Linked DNA regions of Ovis aries: region 2 is linked to region 1. Evidence: chromatin contacts called from public Hi-C data. All regions are on one chromosome and are shown on one strand. Each heading gives the region's core, a stretch centred on a gene start, on an enhancer-like site or on the middle of the called end of the contact. The rest is flanking DNA. Distances are from core to core; before and after follow the strand shown.

What was found. A called contact is a pair of places that touch in the nucleus more often than the background predicts.
Region 2: a Hi-C map of liver shows a contact between it and region 1, with 2.8 times the contacts expected there. The contact joins the enhancer-like site here to the promoter of RHOF in region 1. A contact is called at or near these places in 9 of 16 Hi-C or Micro-C datasets (blood, hypothalamus, liver and 3 more).

Annotation. Positions count from the first base shown.
Region 1 is chr17:53,537,815-53,545,104 of ARS-UI_Ramb_v3.0, forward strand. It overlaps RHOF (ras homolog family member F, filopodia associated), which reads left to right and starts at 3,067. Exons shown (of 5, transcript NM_001127285.1): 1 at 3,067-3,210; 2 at 3,520-3,607. The coding sequence starts at 3,067.
Region 2 is chr17:53,608,504-53,615,793 of ARS-UI_Ramb_v3.0, forward strand. No RefSeq gene overlaps it. Among named protein-coding and RNA genes, the nearest start is that of MORN3, 7.8 kb to the right of the region's middle. Within about 2 kb of position 3,633, at least 39 of the 54 cell types and tissues checked have an H3K27ac peak or open chromatin away from gene starts, as enhancers often do. A contact at or near this core is called in liver and tail adipose tissue, where this site is marked.

The DNA.
Region 1 (7,290 bases), core at 1,817-4,316:
CCCTGTCCTGATCTGTGCTGGCCAGACCTTGACCTCATAAGACAGAAGTGTATCTGGCCCTACTTCTCTCCTGGGGTCAGTTGGCCTCACTAGACACCCAGGGCTTCCCAGGTGGCTCAGACGGTAAACAATCTGCCTGCAATGCAGGAGACCCGGGTTCAGTCTTTGGGTTGGAAAGATCTTCTGGAGTAGGGAATGGCTACCCACTCCAGTATTCTTGCCTGGAGAATCCCATGGATAAAGGAGCCTAGCAGGCTACAGTCCATAGGGTTACAAAGAGTTAGACATGGCTGAACGACTTAACACTGGGAGAGCCCCTAGGCCTAAGTGTGAACACAAGTCGTTTACCTGCCAACTCTAGGTTTCTGTGTCCCAGCAGTTCTGTGGCAAGAACCAGGTTAAAGAATTTTTTTCTTCTCCTCCCAAATCTCTCCAGGAATACCTGGTGAAGAGAAGAATGGCCTGGGTCCTCAGATTGTCTTGCAGGTAAGGGAGTAGGGCTCCGTGGGCCTGTGGGCGTTTGCAGTGCCTCAGCTGGCCTGCCCTGGCCCAGTGCCTCTGAGGAAGCTCTGAGCAGCTGGCCTGGCCACTGGGTATTTTTAGCTACAAAGCCAGCCCCTGCACCACCACTGGAGCCAGGTCCAAATCAAACACGCTCCCTGCAGGGTGGGGTTGGGGCTCCGCCAACCTCTTGGCCAGGCAGGGTGGGTGGGCAGGCTGGAGCCAGTGTCAGCTGTCTTGCCTGGGCCCAGGCCAGGCTGGGAAGACCCACTTTCCCTCCTCTTGGCTCTGTGTTATGTCATTTGTTGTAAGTTGAAATTCATTTCATAGAAAAGGTAGAAACTCAGGTCTGAGGACTTTGAGGAAAGTCAAGTGGACTCCCCCTCCAGGCTGGAGCAGTTACCACAGTTTGCTCAGAGTAGGATGAGTCTTCTAAGTAAATTCTCCCAATGACCCTCCCAGATGAGGCAGTCTTACTCTCCCAGTCACTCCCTGAGCTTCAGGATCCCTGATACAAGGTCAAGCCTGCAGTTGGCTCAAAGGTAAGTGGTCCTCCCCTCTCTCTCAAAACCGTCTTCCATCCTGCCTCTCCCTGAGGGATGCTCTTCCCCTCTTCTCCTGCCAGCACCAGGCTGCCCCTGTGCAGAGATGGCCCCAGCCATGGCCTCACCAGCCAATCACAGCTCCTCCTCAGTCACCGGAGAGAGCTTTGGCTTGGCTCTTCTGTTCAGAGCCTGTGTCTGACTCCTGTCTTGAGCCTGGCAGCCAGGCCTCCATGGTCTATGCCTTGGTTTCCTTGACAGCCATATCTTGCCTCTCTCACGCCCCAGCCATTGCCAAACTTGATGGGGCTTTCCAGCCACCATGCATTTACTCAAGCTGGGCGCCCATCCTACTTCCATTGGCCCTTCCTGCCAGCACTGCCAAGCTTAGTTCATGTACTAACTACCCAGCTCTCTGAGAATCCCACAGGGGCTCTGGTCTAAATAGTTCACATCTTGCAGACTCCTTTAGACTGCTTCCCCCAAGACTGAATTCCTCAAAAGCAGGAACACAGTTGCCTCTCAATAAACTTGTACTGCAAAAAATGAATGAATCGCTGTAAATTTTTCTAGGGGTTCTTGAGGGCTCTCTTAACAGCCTGGAGCTGGGCTTCTCTCTTCCCCAGGTCTGTGCTCTGTGAAAGCTTCCAGGGGCAGTCTCTGCTGCCATCTGGTGGTCAGATTATGCCTTGCAGCCGCTGAAAACGTTGACCTGGCATTTATGGAACTGCCAGGCTGGCAACTTCCTCTGGAAATAAACTTTACCTGATCCTTGCTGAGTGCTTGAAAATGGGGAGCCTTCGGGGTGGGGGCAAGAAGATCCTGAGTCCTGCCAGCCCTTCTCTGAGGAAATTATCAGAGATCCTATCCTAGCTGGGAAAGACCCTGCTTTCTCACCTAACCATGCCCTGGTGCCTGTCTCCTCGGGACCCCTCTGCACCTCCGGACCACTGGCCTAATTTGTGCAAAGCCCAGCCCAAAGTGCAAGGAGGGATGGGGGCAGGGTGGTTTCAGCCAGCCTCCCTGAGAGTACTCATCCAGAGTAAATGCTCAGCAAATAGCCATTGTGGTCATGGGGTAGGAGGGTCAGGGAAACAGCTTGAGAAGGATAGGTATTTCTGCTGTCTGGAAAAAAACAAATTGTCTTGGTGGAGGTGGGGGTAATCAGTCTGAAGTGGACCAAAGGGGACCCAGCTGGTCGCAACTACATCTACCCTGGCCTTTCCTGTCCCCTCCTCGATGGAGTCTTTCTCTGCTCACGCCTCTGGGCCTTGCTAGAAAGAGGCTCCCGCCCGCGTGGTTTGGGGCCACGCGGACATTGTTCTGGGTCTGTTCACTTGTTCCCAAAGTCGCCGCGCCGATGCCATCGCCCGGCAGAGGGCGCCAGACCTCCACCTTTGGGAGGTGGGGTGATAGGTAAGCAGGACTGCTATTCCCCAGCCCGCACACGGACTCCCAGACTCCCAGATCGATCAGGTGGGCCGACTTGACCCTCATGCTAGGATCTTGGGCACCGCCGATGCTACCTTCTGGGGGAAATTGCAGTCAGAGCGGACTTCCCCAAGGCCATATAACTGGGGCGAGGCGCAGGTGGGGGCTTTTTCCTAGCGATTGAGACCAAGGCTCTTCAAACCGGCATGTTGGGGACATCCTGCCAATCAAAAGGATGCGATCCAATGGGGAGGTCAAATCGGCCAATCAAAGGCTCTCTGCCCGAAGACAGCCTGCCAATCAAGGATGCCGGGCGGGAAGAGGCGGAAACGATCGGATCTTGCCGGTGAGGGGCGCACAGTGATGCGCAGGGGAGATGGGAGCTGCCACTGCCGCCGAGCTCTCCATTTCTCAGTTGCCTCAGTTTCCCTGGGAATGAGACAAGTCAGTCCGGTTGGCTGCCTGGCGGAGGAGGTGCCGAGGGCGGGGCTTCTCTTAGCCCCGCCCCTGGGTCAGTTCCCACCCCGCCTCCGATCACTCAACCCCGGCGCTCTACCCCCGGAGCGGCTGCCAGTGCTGCCGGCTCTTGGCTATGGACGCTGCTGGGGCCCCGGCCCCGGCCGCAACCGCCGCCCCGGGCTCCGGCCGGAAGGAGCTGAAGATTGTGATCGTAGGCGACGGCGGCTGCGGCAAGACTTCGCTGCTCATGGTGTACAGCCAGGGCTCTTTCCCCGAGGTGAGGCTCGCCGGGGGGGCTGCAGGCAGGTAGGCTGGGGGCGGGATTGGGGGAAGGACTTGGGACCACGAGGGGCGACGGGAGGACCTCAGCCTGCGCCCCGAGCCCGGACCCCAGGTCCCTGGCATCCTGATTACGAAGAGGCGGCCGTCACCCAGGGGCGCCCCCTCGGGAATTCCAGAGCCCAGCAGAGTAGGGGTGTGGGGCTGAGCGAGATCGGCTGAAGATGGAAGGTAGGGGTGGGGGTCCAGCTGGAATCTGGGCACCCGCTGCACCCCTTAAAAACCGACATGACCCCTTCTCCGACAGCACTACGCCCCATCCGTGTTCGAGAAGTACACAGCCAGCGTGACCGTGGGCAGCAAGGAGGTGACCCTGAACCTCTACGACACCGCCGGTGAGTGCGTCTGGGCGGAGAGGGTCCTAGGGTCCGCCTGCAGGGTTTCCCCCTGAGGGGAATCCCCGCGCTGGGCCATCCCGCCCGCCTTCCTGCCTCTCCGGACCCCGACATCCCGTCACTCCTCGAGAGGAGCTGGCTGGGAACCCGTTCACCACCGCCTGGCTGGGTGGTGCTGGAAGCCGGACAGAGTCACCCCATCTGTAAAAGGAGGGTGTTTGGAAGAGGTGAGCTTCTGCGCTGCCCTCCTAGTGCTGATGTTCTGAAGGCTCACAGCGTCGTTCCTCTCCTGTGGTTCTAGAAAACCGTGGGTTTTGTTTCTGTTTACCAAGATTCCAGGATGTCGTGTGTTACATGCTGTGGTCTCTTAAGATTCCGTGGGCTGCTGATCTGAGTCCCCTGCTGCTAAGGATTCGTAGGCTGCATTTCTGGGTCCTATTTTGTAGAATACTCTGGGCTTCAGATCAGAGCCTGTCATGCCAGGGTTCTGTGGCTGACAGTCCTGAGACTCTAGGGCCCTGTAGCTATAAATTCCGAGTCCCCTGTTTCTGGGATTCCATGGACTGTGGGGCCTGGCTCTGGAATTCTGTGGTCTGTCATTCTGAGCCTGTGGTTCTCGGACTCTGTGGCTACACTTCTGTTTCTTCTTGGCGCTGAAGAAGGAGCAGAGCTCTAGGAGATGTAGGTCCAAATAAGGTTCTTTCTGCCACCTGCAGCTCCCAAGACAAGTGTATTGGTGCAGATCCCCTCACAGTCTTCAGCGTCCCTATTGTTGGGGGATGGTGGGAGGAGCACAGCCAATGGGAAGATTCCAGTAACACTGCTGCTGCTGGTACCCTCGAGGAGCTTACCTCATGCCCCGACTCCCCTCTGGGCTGAATCAACATTGGGGAGCAAAGGTTAGGATCCCCAGTTGGGGCCTCACCCAGCCTCTGTGATGGTTTAATGACTTGTGTGGAACCATGTCGTCAGGTGCCCTGTCAGCCAAGCCTTGTCTGTATAAAGTGAAGTCTTCCAACTGCCCTTGGATGAGACCAAAATCCCCCACCCCACTGTGCGCCTCTCCATAAGGCAACCAGTAGCATCTGTCATTCCACCCTGGAAAGGTTCGGGAAAGGGGCTCTCCCAGACCCAGGTCCTTCTGTATTCCTGACTTTGTGGGTGTGTCCCCCCTCGAGTGGCCCCTAAGGAACCTCTCTTGTTGGATGAACACCGTGTAGGGCCGCCCCCAGAACAGGGCCAGCCCCTTGAACTGGCAAAGCCAAAGGTGGCTGAGTAATTCCCAAAGGCGTGGCCCCAAGAGCAGTGGTGTGTCTGGGGCGCTTTCAGTTTCACAGGGACCCAGGTAGGGGGAGGTTCATTAACTCCGCTCTGGGTGGAGGGCTAGTGGGGCAGGGAGGGTCAGAGCAAGGAATGAACCAGCTCCTCCTTCCTCTCCCCTCAGGCCTTCTCCACTTAGATCCCTGGGGCTCCCTGTTCACCACAGCCTCCCCCAGCAGACCCAGTGCTGGGACCACTTCTGGTCTTTCTCCCTTAACCCGGAAGAAGATGCTCAAAGACTTATCAGAGTACATTGTCATGAAGAGGTTCTGGCAAGCTTCTGCTTGGTGTAAGGCAGGGTTTTCACTAAGAGCTCGTGCCGGAAGGGTGGGGAGAGCGTCTTCTCAATCGTCAGAAGCAGTGACCACCCAGGGCAGTGGTGACCTGCCCACAGCTTCCAGCCGTATGCTCTGGAGTCCGACCTGGGCTTTGATGCCAGCTCTCATGGCTGTATGTCCCTGGGGACACCTGAGCCTCAGTTTCCTCCTCTGTGTGTGTGTGCGTGCTCAGTTGTGTCTGACTCTTTGCGACCCCATGGTCTGTAGCCCGCCAGGCTCCTCTATTCATGGGATTTCCCAGGCAAGAATACTGGAGTGCGTTGCCATACCCTTCTCCAGGGGATCTTCTTAACACAGGATCGAACATGTCTTTGCGTCTTCTGCATTGGCGGGTGAATCTTTACCACTGCACCACCTGGGAAGCCCCTTCCTCCTCTGTAAACAGGGCTAAAATAGCTGTGAGGATGATGACAATGTCATGTGAGGTACAGTGCTTAGCACAGGGTCTGCCTCTTCCAAAGAGCTCACTGAGTGTTATTGGGAGTTTTTTATCCTCCTGCCATTCAGGCCCAGGCCCGACCCCAAGCCTGTTCTTTTGAACCAGTGGCCTGCAGAGCTCTGTGCCAGCCCCGACTCATGCTTTCCCAGCAGGACTGTTCCAGGCAGCAGAAAAGCAGACCTGGGCTTTGAACCTCTCATTAGTGTTCTGGGGAAGTAGGCTGGCCTTACAATCAGTGGGACAGCTCAGGAGAGGGATTCTGGTGGGGAGAGATGTGGCTACTCCCTCAAGAGTGTCCTGCTGTGTCTTGGAAAGCCCCGTTATCTAGAGGAGCGTGAAGGAAAGGCTGGGTCATTCCTCTTCCACATGCCAGTGCCCAGCACAGCACTTGTCCCAGAGCAAGGTTTGTGGAATGAATAAGTGAAGAAGAATCCTGGGTACATAGAGATCTCTGGAGAAGGTCCTTTGTGATAAAGATGGTGAGATTGGTCTCTGCCTTTGGGGTCAACAGATATCAGGAGAAAGTGGCAGAAAAGATGGCCAGGTGACCAACTAGAGGAAGATAGAGACTGAGAGGGTGAAGGGAGTGGCCAAGGTGGAGATGAGTCCTGTAAAGGTTGTTGTAGAAGGTTCTAGAACCTGATGGGCCAGACCCCAAGGTGAGGGGTGGAGGACAGGAGAAAGCATCTTTCCAACCAACCAGTGGTACCCAGAGCTGTGGGATGGGGTGGCCCCTGGGAGGCAAAATTTCTCCACACCCAGGACCCTGCCCACAGGGGTCTGCGTGGGAGGACAGTCTGGTTGCTTGTCTCTATCCGGTGGAAGCAGTTACAGACACCGCTGTAGAGAAGTAGTGAGGGGGACGGAGCTCTCTGTGCTCAGAGGTGAAGGGGGCAGGAGCTGTAAGCACTCATTGCTTTAGCTGCTCATCTGCCGCCTCAGAGGCCGGAAACTGCGGTGAAGTCTGAAGTTTCCTGGGCAGAGAGAGGGGAGATGTGGGGCGAGGTGGGATGTTAAGACACCAGCCAGAGACAGAGTTATCTGGGCTTTGGGGTGGGGCCCAGGGGTGGGGCAGGGTGGAGTTGCCCTGGGAGGTGGAGAGCTGCAGGCCCCTTCCCAACCTGAGTCAGGAACGGTAGGACAAGTGGGGGGCAAAGCAAGTTGCTAAGACAGGAATCACAGACCACTCGGGTGTCTCAGAGCCAGGAGCCCCAGAGGCGGGGGAGCTGACCCTGCAGATCAGTCAGAGCAGCGTGGTCTGAGTTCCAGGCCCAGGCCACCCGAGCACCAGCCGCTCCTTTCTCCGGGGGAGGAAACACAGGTTGGGGAGGCCCCAGCAGCGCTAATACAGAAGTGGGTTCCTCTTCTGGCAGCTTCCGCTTCTCACACTGCCTGCACCCCTACCCTGACCAACACCCTGGCCAGAGCTGGGAATTATTTGCCCAGTCGGTATCCTCTGGCACATTTGGGGACTGCTGTGGCTCCAAGGACACCCTCTCCTCAATGCAGCACCAGACCTTAGAGACCATGCCCCCCGACACAATACCTGCCACGGCCGAGCTTCCCACAAAGGAAATGCCCTGCGT
Region 2 (7,290 bases), core at 2,383-4,882, 71 kb after region 1:
GAATTTAACATCTGCTCAGCGCCTCTCAGCTCTCAGCTCTGTTTGACAACAGTGCAAACATCACCATTCATACATCTTCCACACACCTTCCATGGGAACAGTTGTTACCTGTGATAGCAGTTACGCTTTCACAAACAGTATTTCAAGTAATCCTTATAAAATCCTGAGAGGTAGGTGCTCTTAACTGTGTATTTTAGAGATGAGGCAACTGAGAGCCAGAGTTATAGCTGTTCGGAGCGTCCAGTAAACTCCAGTGCAGGGGCTGTAGCTCAGGTTATTTCTTTTCATCACACCTTAGCATGGGAATCTGAGAGTGCACGTTGGAGAGAAAATTTTGTTGTAAAGAACTCACTGTAACTAGATCCGCTGAGCACTGCATACTCCGTAGGCAAAGCATACGTCCTACTTCTTCATTTGGGATTGGATCATGTAGCTTATTTTGATCAACATGATTAAAGGTTTATAAAGCACTTGAATAAGGGAATTCCCTGGCAGTCCAGTGGTTAAGACTCCATGCTTCCATTGCCAGGGGGCTCAGATTTCATTCCTGGTCAGGAAACTAAGATCCCGCATGCTGCATGGCGCAGCCAAAAGTAAATTAACTGAGCTTATGTTTTTAAAAAGTGCAGTATATATGTATACTGCATATATATATGTATACTGTATATATGTATGAACGTGGTGTTAGTCACTTAGTTGTGTCTGACTCTTTGCAATCTGATAGGCTATAGCCCACCAGGCTCCTCTGTTCATGGAATTCTCCAGGCAAGAATATTGGAATGGGTTGCCATTCCCTTCTCCAGGGAATTTCCGCAACCCATGGATCTAACCTGGGTCTCCTGAGTTGCAGGCAGATTTTTTTACCATCTCAGCCACCAGGGAAGCCCCCACATATATGTATACATACATATATATACAGATATACATTACATATATATATATATGTATCTGTAGGATGTTTGGACTCCAAAGCCAAAAAATATTAACTAGCTTTACAGAAAAGGTTTGCCCAATTCACTCCCTGGCTCTGGGGAAGAGGGTTCACTTTCCCTAGACAAAAGAGAAGCTAACATACTTGGAGATCTGCCATCAAGGAGGAAAGCAGGGGGTGGCAGGGTGTTGAATTTCAGTAGCAACCAGTAGTATGTCAACCAGGGAACCACAGCCCCCATTCTACCTGTCCCTATTATCACGGCCCAGGACTTGTCTGAGGCTCAGGACAAAGACAGTATCAATCAAACACAATGAAAATATCACCACAGAAAATGAAGTAGGTTGGGGCAAGGGACTGGTTTTCAACCATTCACCGGACTTGAAAGGCTGGATAAAGTTATTCTCTTGATACCTCTTTTGTCATCTTTTGAAGAGCCCAGGAATGATATAAATTTTCCTTTATTCAGCCATTCATTTATTCAACGAGTATTTATTAAGGACCTCCTGGGAACTGTATTCATTTGCTAGGGCTGCTGCCATCACAAAGTAACCACCAACCGAGGTAGCTTATCTGACAGAAGTTGATAGTCTCACAGTTTTGAAGGCGAGATGTTTGAAGTCAAGGTGTCAGCAGGGCTGGTTCCTCCTGGAGGCTCTGAGGGAAGGTCTGTCCCATGACCTTATCCCACCTTCTGCTGGTTTGTCTTTTTTTGTTGTTGTTGTTGTGCCAGGTCTTAGTTGCAACACTCTGCATCTGATTCCATCAGGACCTTTTACTGCATGTGAAATCTTAGTTGCGATATGCAGATCTAGCTCCCTGACCGGTGATCAAACCCGGATGAGGAGCTCCAAGTCTTAGCTACTGGACTACGAGGGAAGTCCCTGCCTGCATCTGTAGTGTTCCCTGGCTTGTGGACAGGGTCTCCCCAATGGCTCAGCGGTAAAGAATCTGCCTGCAATGCAGGAGACAAAGGAGATTTGGGTTCAATCCCGGTCAGGAAGATTCCCCTGGAGAAAGAAACGGCAACCCACTCCAGTATTCTTGCCTGGAGAATGCTATAGACAGAGGAGCCTGGTGGGCTACAGTCCATGGGGTCCCAAATAATTCTCCCTGTTCAGTCAATTGCTGTGGTCTAAAAGTCATCTTCTAGATATCCCTGGTGGTCCAGTGGTTAAGACTCTACGCTTCCAGGGTCGAGGGCTGGATCCCTGATCAGGGAACTAAGATCTCACATGGCTTGGCTCAGCCAGAAGATTAAAAAATGAAAAAAAAATTATAGTTAAGTTTAATTTAAAAAAAAAGTCACCTTCTGCCTCATCCCACGCCTACAGAGCAAATTCAGGAAAACACAGTGGTTCCTGGCCACTGGATTTGGGTCCAACCTCCCTGGCCTTGGCATCCAGACCTCGTCACTCCCAATCTACCTTACTCTGTTCAAAGGACACAACCTCCCATGTCATTTCCTCCCTTCTACTTTAGTCAAGACAGTGTCTGGAATCATTTACACTGTCATGCTTACCGCCAAGATTTTGCCTAGGCTATTTCTATAGCTTAACCCCACCTGGTCTTTCCGAGTGTGAATTCATCAAGGACAGGGGCTGAATTATATTCACCTTTTAATCTCCAGGATCCACCACAACGTATATATAAAAAAGATAACACGTTTTCCACAAACATCTATGGAATCAAGCTGATGAACTGACACTGGGGACTTCCAAAGCATTTATAACTTTTCTGACACAAAAGCACACTTACTTCTATGCAGATTTGTTTCTTCTTTCCTGGTTTCTATTCAGCGTATCTTCCTGACAATTAATTTCCTGATTGGGATTCCTGACTAGGAACTCTAAGTGGGTGAGAATAAGTGCTCTTCATTTTTTAAACACTCATTTTCAACCTGGGCACACAGGAGGCACTAAAATGTGACTTTTTTTCTTTTTTAAATTTATTTGGCTGCGCCTGGTCTTAGTTGTGGTATGTAGGCTCTAGTTCTCCGACTAGAGGTCGAACCTGGGGCTCTTGCACTGAGAGTGTGAAATCTTAGCCATTGGTCCACCAGGGAAGTCCTGCAAATGTGTCCTTAGTGAGTCCTTAAGTCTTTCAGAATATAAGAACTGATCGCGGGTGGGGAAGGGTGGGGTGGGGTGGGGTGGGAAGATTCCCTGGCGGTCCAGTGGTTAGAACTTCCTGTTTCCACTGCAGGGTACCTGGGTTTGATCCCTGGTGGAGGAAGATCCCGCAAGCCCCGCGGCGGGGCTGAGAAAAAATTCTTGGGGAAAAAGAAAACAGGGAAAATCCTCTTTCCCTCTAAAACTTTTCTTAAATATACATGCAAAAAATAATAAAACTTTTTAAACATCGAAAATTATTAAGTTCCCTGTGATCACATTCTGGCCTTTACATTTCTGCAGCCGAGCATTTGGGACATCCCCTAAATTCAGCTTTCCATTCAAACACGCTCATCTTTGTCGCTTTCTCCCACCTCCGTTCAGGCTTCGGAACACGATCCCGCCCACTTCCGGCAGAGGCGTACACAGCGCAGGCGCAACTCTTGGACCTTTTCACCGACCTCCGGGTCTAGTGCTGAAGTATACGCATGTGCAAGGGTGGGGGCGGGCCTGCTTAATTGGGCGGGAGAATATAGGTCCGCGGAACTCACGCGACTGTCTCCGCCCACCTAAGTAGGCAGGAGGAGCCGAGAGCCTCCTCAAGGTTCAGGCAGCGCACGCGCACCGAGTGCTGGGACGCGGCAAGGTACTAGGGAGCCTTTACGCATGCTTATTTAAATAAGGCAAGGAGCTTCTCTTGTCAGCTCCTTAACCCGCCTCCTTTCTCTTCTTTGTACCCGCCTCTGACTTTTAAAGGGCTAGAGCTCTTTTTCACCGCATTGCTTTTTTTTAAATTAAGCGTTTAGGTGGGCTTTCCTGATGGCTCAGTGGTAAAGAATCGTCCTGCCAATACCAGGAGAAACGAGTTACCTAAATTAATCAGTCATTTATTGAGAGCCTTCTGTGTGCTGGGCCCAACTTACATTTTCTTCTGTGTGCATTTTCCAATTTTTCCTTTGGAATACTTGTAAAAATTACATCATTATGTATGTTTTTGGTAATGCCATTCCCTTGGAGGCAATTTTCAGAAATGGGAGGCAATGTGGTGTTCTGGGCAGGTCTTAGGTCAAAAGATCTAAGATTGAATCTTGGCTCAGCCACTTATTTGCTCTTTTACTCTGTCTGGGTATCATCCTTAACTTTTGTGAACTTAAGCATTTGCAGATTTTAAAAAGTGAGGTTAAAGCTACCTACCTCATAGGATGGTTGTGAAAACACGAGTACATTTTTTAAAAACTCAACAAAATGGGGAGGGAGGTGGGAGGGGGGGTTCATGTTTGGGAACGCATGTACACCCATGGTGGATTCATGTCAATGTATGGCAAAACCAATACAGTATTGTAAAGTAAAATAAAGTAAAAAAAAAAAAAAAAAACTCAACAAAGTACCAAGTACTGTGGCTCATACCAGCTATTACATAAATAGTAGTCAAGTGGAATTAAGCCAGAAAATAGTTTTATAGTTTCTGTAACATGGTTCCAGATGGTTCTTCAAGAGGATTTAACTAATTACCAGGATGGTTAGCAGTAGGTAAGGAGTCTTTTCCCCCACAATGTTATCAATATCACAGTCCATCATTTTTTACACATTTTTCTAGTCTAGACAGTATGTAATGGTATGGCAGGCTTATTTTAACATTCATTTCTTTAATTGCTAGGGAGGTTGCGGATTTTTCCTTGGGATGATTTATTAGCTGTATTTCTTTGCCTAACAAGTATTTTCAAACACCATAATTTCCACTGGCTTATCCTTGCAGACATTATGTTAAGTTCTGACAGAGCATTTTGCTGACCAACTGAAAAAAAAAAAAAAAAAAAGAGGGATAGGGAGCTGTGGTCAGTAAAAAGAAATTTTTCAAGGAGGGGGCAGAGCGAGAGATGAGAGCTCATCCCTGCACACAGCACTGTTCAGACCTTTCTCTGGTAAAGGAAATGTCCTGTATCTACACTGTCCCCTGGGGTAGCCAGTTGCCACATGTACTTACTGGATACTTGGAATGTGTCTAGTACAACTGAAGAATTTTTCTTTTTATAAAATTCTTTGGGACTTCTCTGGTGGTTCAGTGATTGACTCTGCATTTCCAATGCAGGAGGCGGCATAGGTTTTATCCCTGGATGGGGAACTAAGAACCCGCATGGTGGGGCGTGGCCAAAATAAAATAAAGTTCTTTGATGGCATAACTCTAGAGATTAAGAAAGAAGGAGAGAAAGGAGAATAAAAGAGCTGTCCGGCAGAGTCACTCAAAAGTGACCTCATATTATTTGGGGAAGGAAAACATCTCTTACTGAGGAGGCCGTAAAACATTTAGGGTCTTTTATGGTCTTCTGTCGTGACCTTAGGATTGATTTCCAGTACTACTATAGTGCAGATAAGTGGCCTAGTTGAGCACATCTGTATTTTAACAGCTTTGTTCCCCTACTGTGATAAATGGACCCAGAGGTGAACATTTGTAAAATATTTGAATTTTTTTCATTGTTCCACTTTCAAAAGTATTGCTCTTGTTAAATACAATGTTTAGTTTCTCTTGTAATACGTTTTGTTAACCTGTGTAAAAGGGATTAAATTTCATTATGGTTTTAAAAATGCTATTTTTATGTGAATTTAAATGCAGCCACATATTGTTTTTTAAAACCATATGGTTTACCACTAATTAAGTTGCCATAAACTCTCAAAAGTTAAAAAAAAAATGGCATCCTATATATCAAGGGACTCGGATTTAGACTTTTGGCATTGTTTCCAAGAGAGACAGTCCCAGAGGATCAGTGGTAACAAGAATGGTGTGTTCAATTTGCAAAAGTCTATCAGGCTATACACTGATGATATTTCCATTTTTTCTATAGACTTATACTTCAGTAAAAATTTAAACAACATTTCTGCATTTTGTGTTACCCTCTTTAGGTATTTCTCTGATTTTTAATTTAGTAGAAGTCAAAAAAAAAAAAAGGCCTGTGACTTGCTCTGGACATCTGAGAGCCCCTAGAGGGCGCTCATTCTGCACTGGAGATGTTTAAAACATCTTTATTGAGAGAGAATGCACACACTGTACAATTCACCCACTTAAAACGTGCGATTTGATGGTTCTCAGTATATTCACAGAGTTATACATCCATTATCACAGTAAGTTTTAGAGTATTTTTATCACCACAAAAAAGCAAAAACCTTGCCCTTTAGCTATCACCTCCCTATCTTCCCATCCTCCCCTTCCCCAAGTAACCAGTAATCTAAATTCTTTCTGTCTTATAGTTTTGCCTATCCTGGACACCTCATATCGATGGAAACAACCTTTTGTGTCTGGCTTCTCTCAGCACAATGTTTTTAAGGTTCATTCTTGTTGTAGCCTGTGTCAGTACTTCATTCCTTTTTATGCCTGAATAATATTCCATTATTATTATGTATGGATAGATGACATTTTGTTCATCCATTCATCTTTTTTATTTTTTTAAGCTGTGCAACTCAGCTTGTGCCTTAGTTCCCCAATCAGAGCTCAAACCTAGGCCCTCTGCCATGGAAGCATGAAGTCATAACCTCTAGACTGCCAGAGAATTCCCCTATCCATTCATCTTGTGATGGTCATTTGAGTGGTCTCCAGGTGGGTCTTTCCTGCCACTTCTAGGAAGGTTTAGACGCAGATTATTCAGCTCCAGAAGGCCCCATTTACATTTTATTTAGACAGTGCTCTCAGGAATGGACTACAGTGTGAATGTCAGGTCCTGGAGTTGACAACTCAGCAAGCATTGGACAAAAACTTGGGATTTCTTGCCAGGGTGGAGCATCCTGGCTTCCAGCCAAAGCTCTGTGCCCAGGAAAGTATATCACCCCAAGGGAATATTTATCTGTGGGTGTGGGGAGGAGTCCCTCTCGCCTCTAACTACACAGGAGAACTCCCTTCACCTCAAGCTGTAAACAAGGCCCTTAAGGGGAGCCCAAGCTATTCAAGACTGACTACCTTTTTTTGTTTGTTTTGGCCATGCCACACGTAGCATGTGGGATCTTATTTCCCTCAATAGGGATGGTACATGCGCCCTCTGCAGCGGAAGCATGGAGTCTGAACCACTGTACTGCCAGGAAGTACCAGTTCTAGCCATTCAAACCTGGCAAGTAATTATCAGAAGGGTGTATGAGACAGAAGCCCTCATGCTTGGCGTTCCTGGCACTTCAGTATTAAGGAGTGGCTGGTCTGTAGCATCCACTTAGGAGTTTTTGAATAATGCTACCAAATTCTGACTCCACAAGGAGAAAAATGTTATA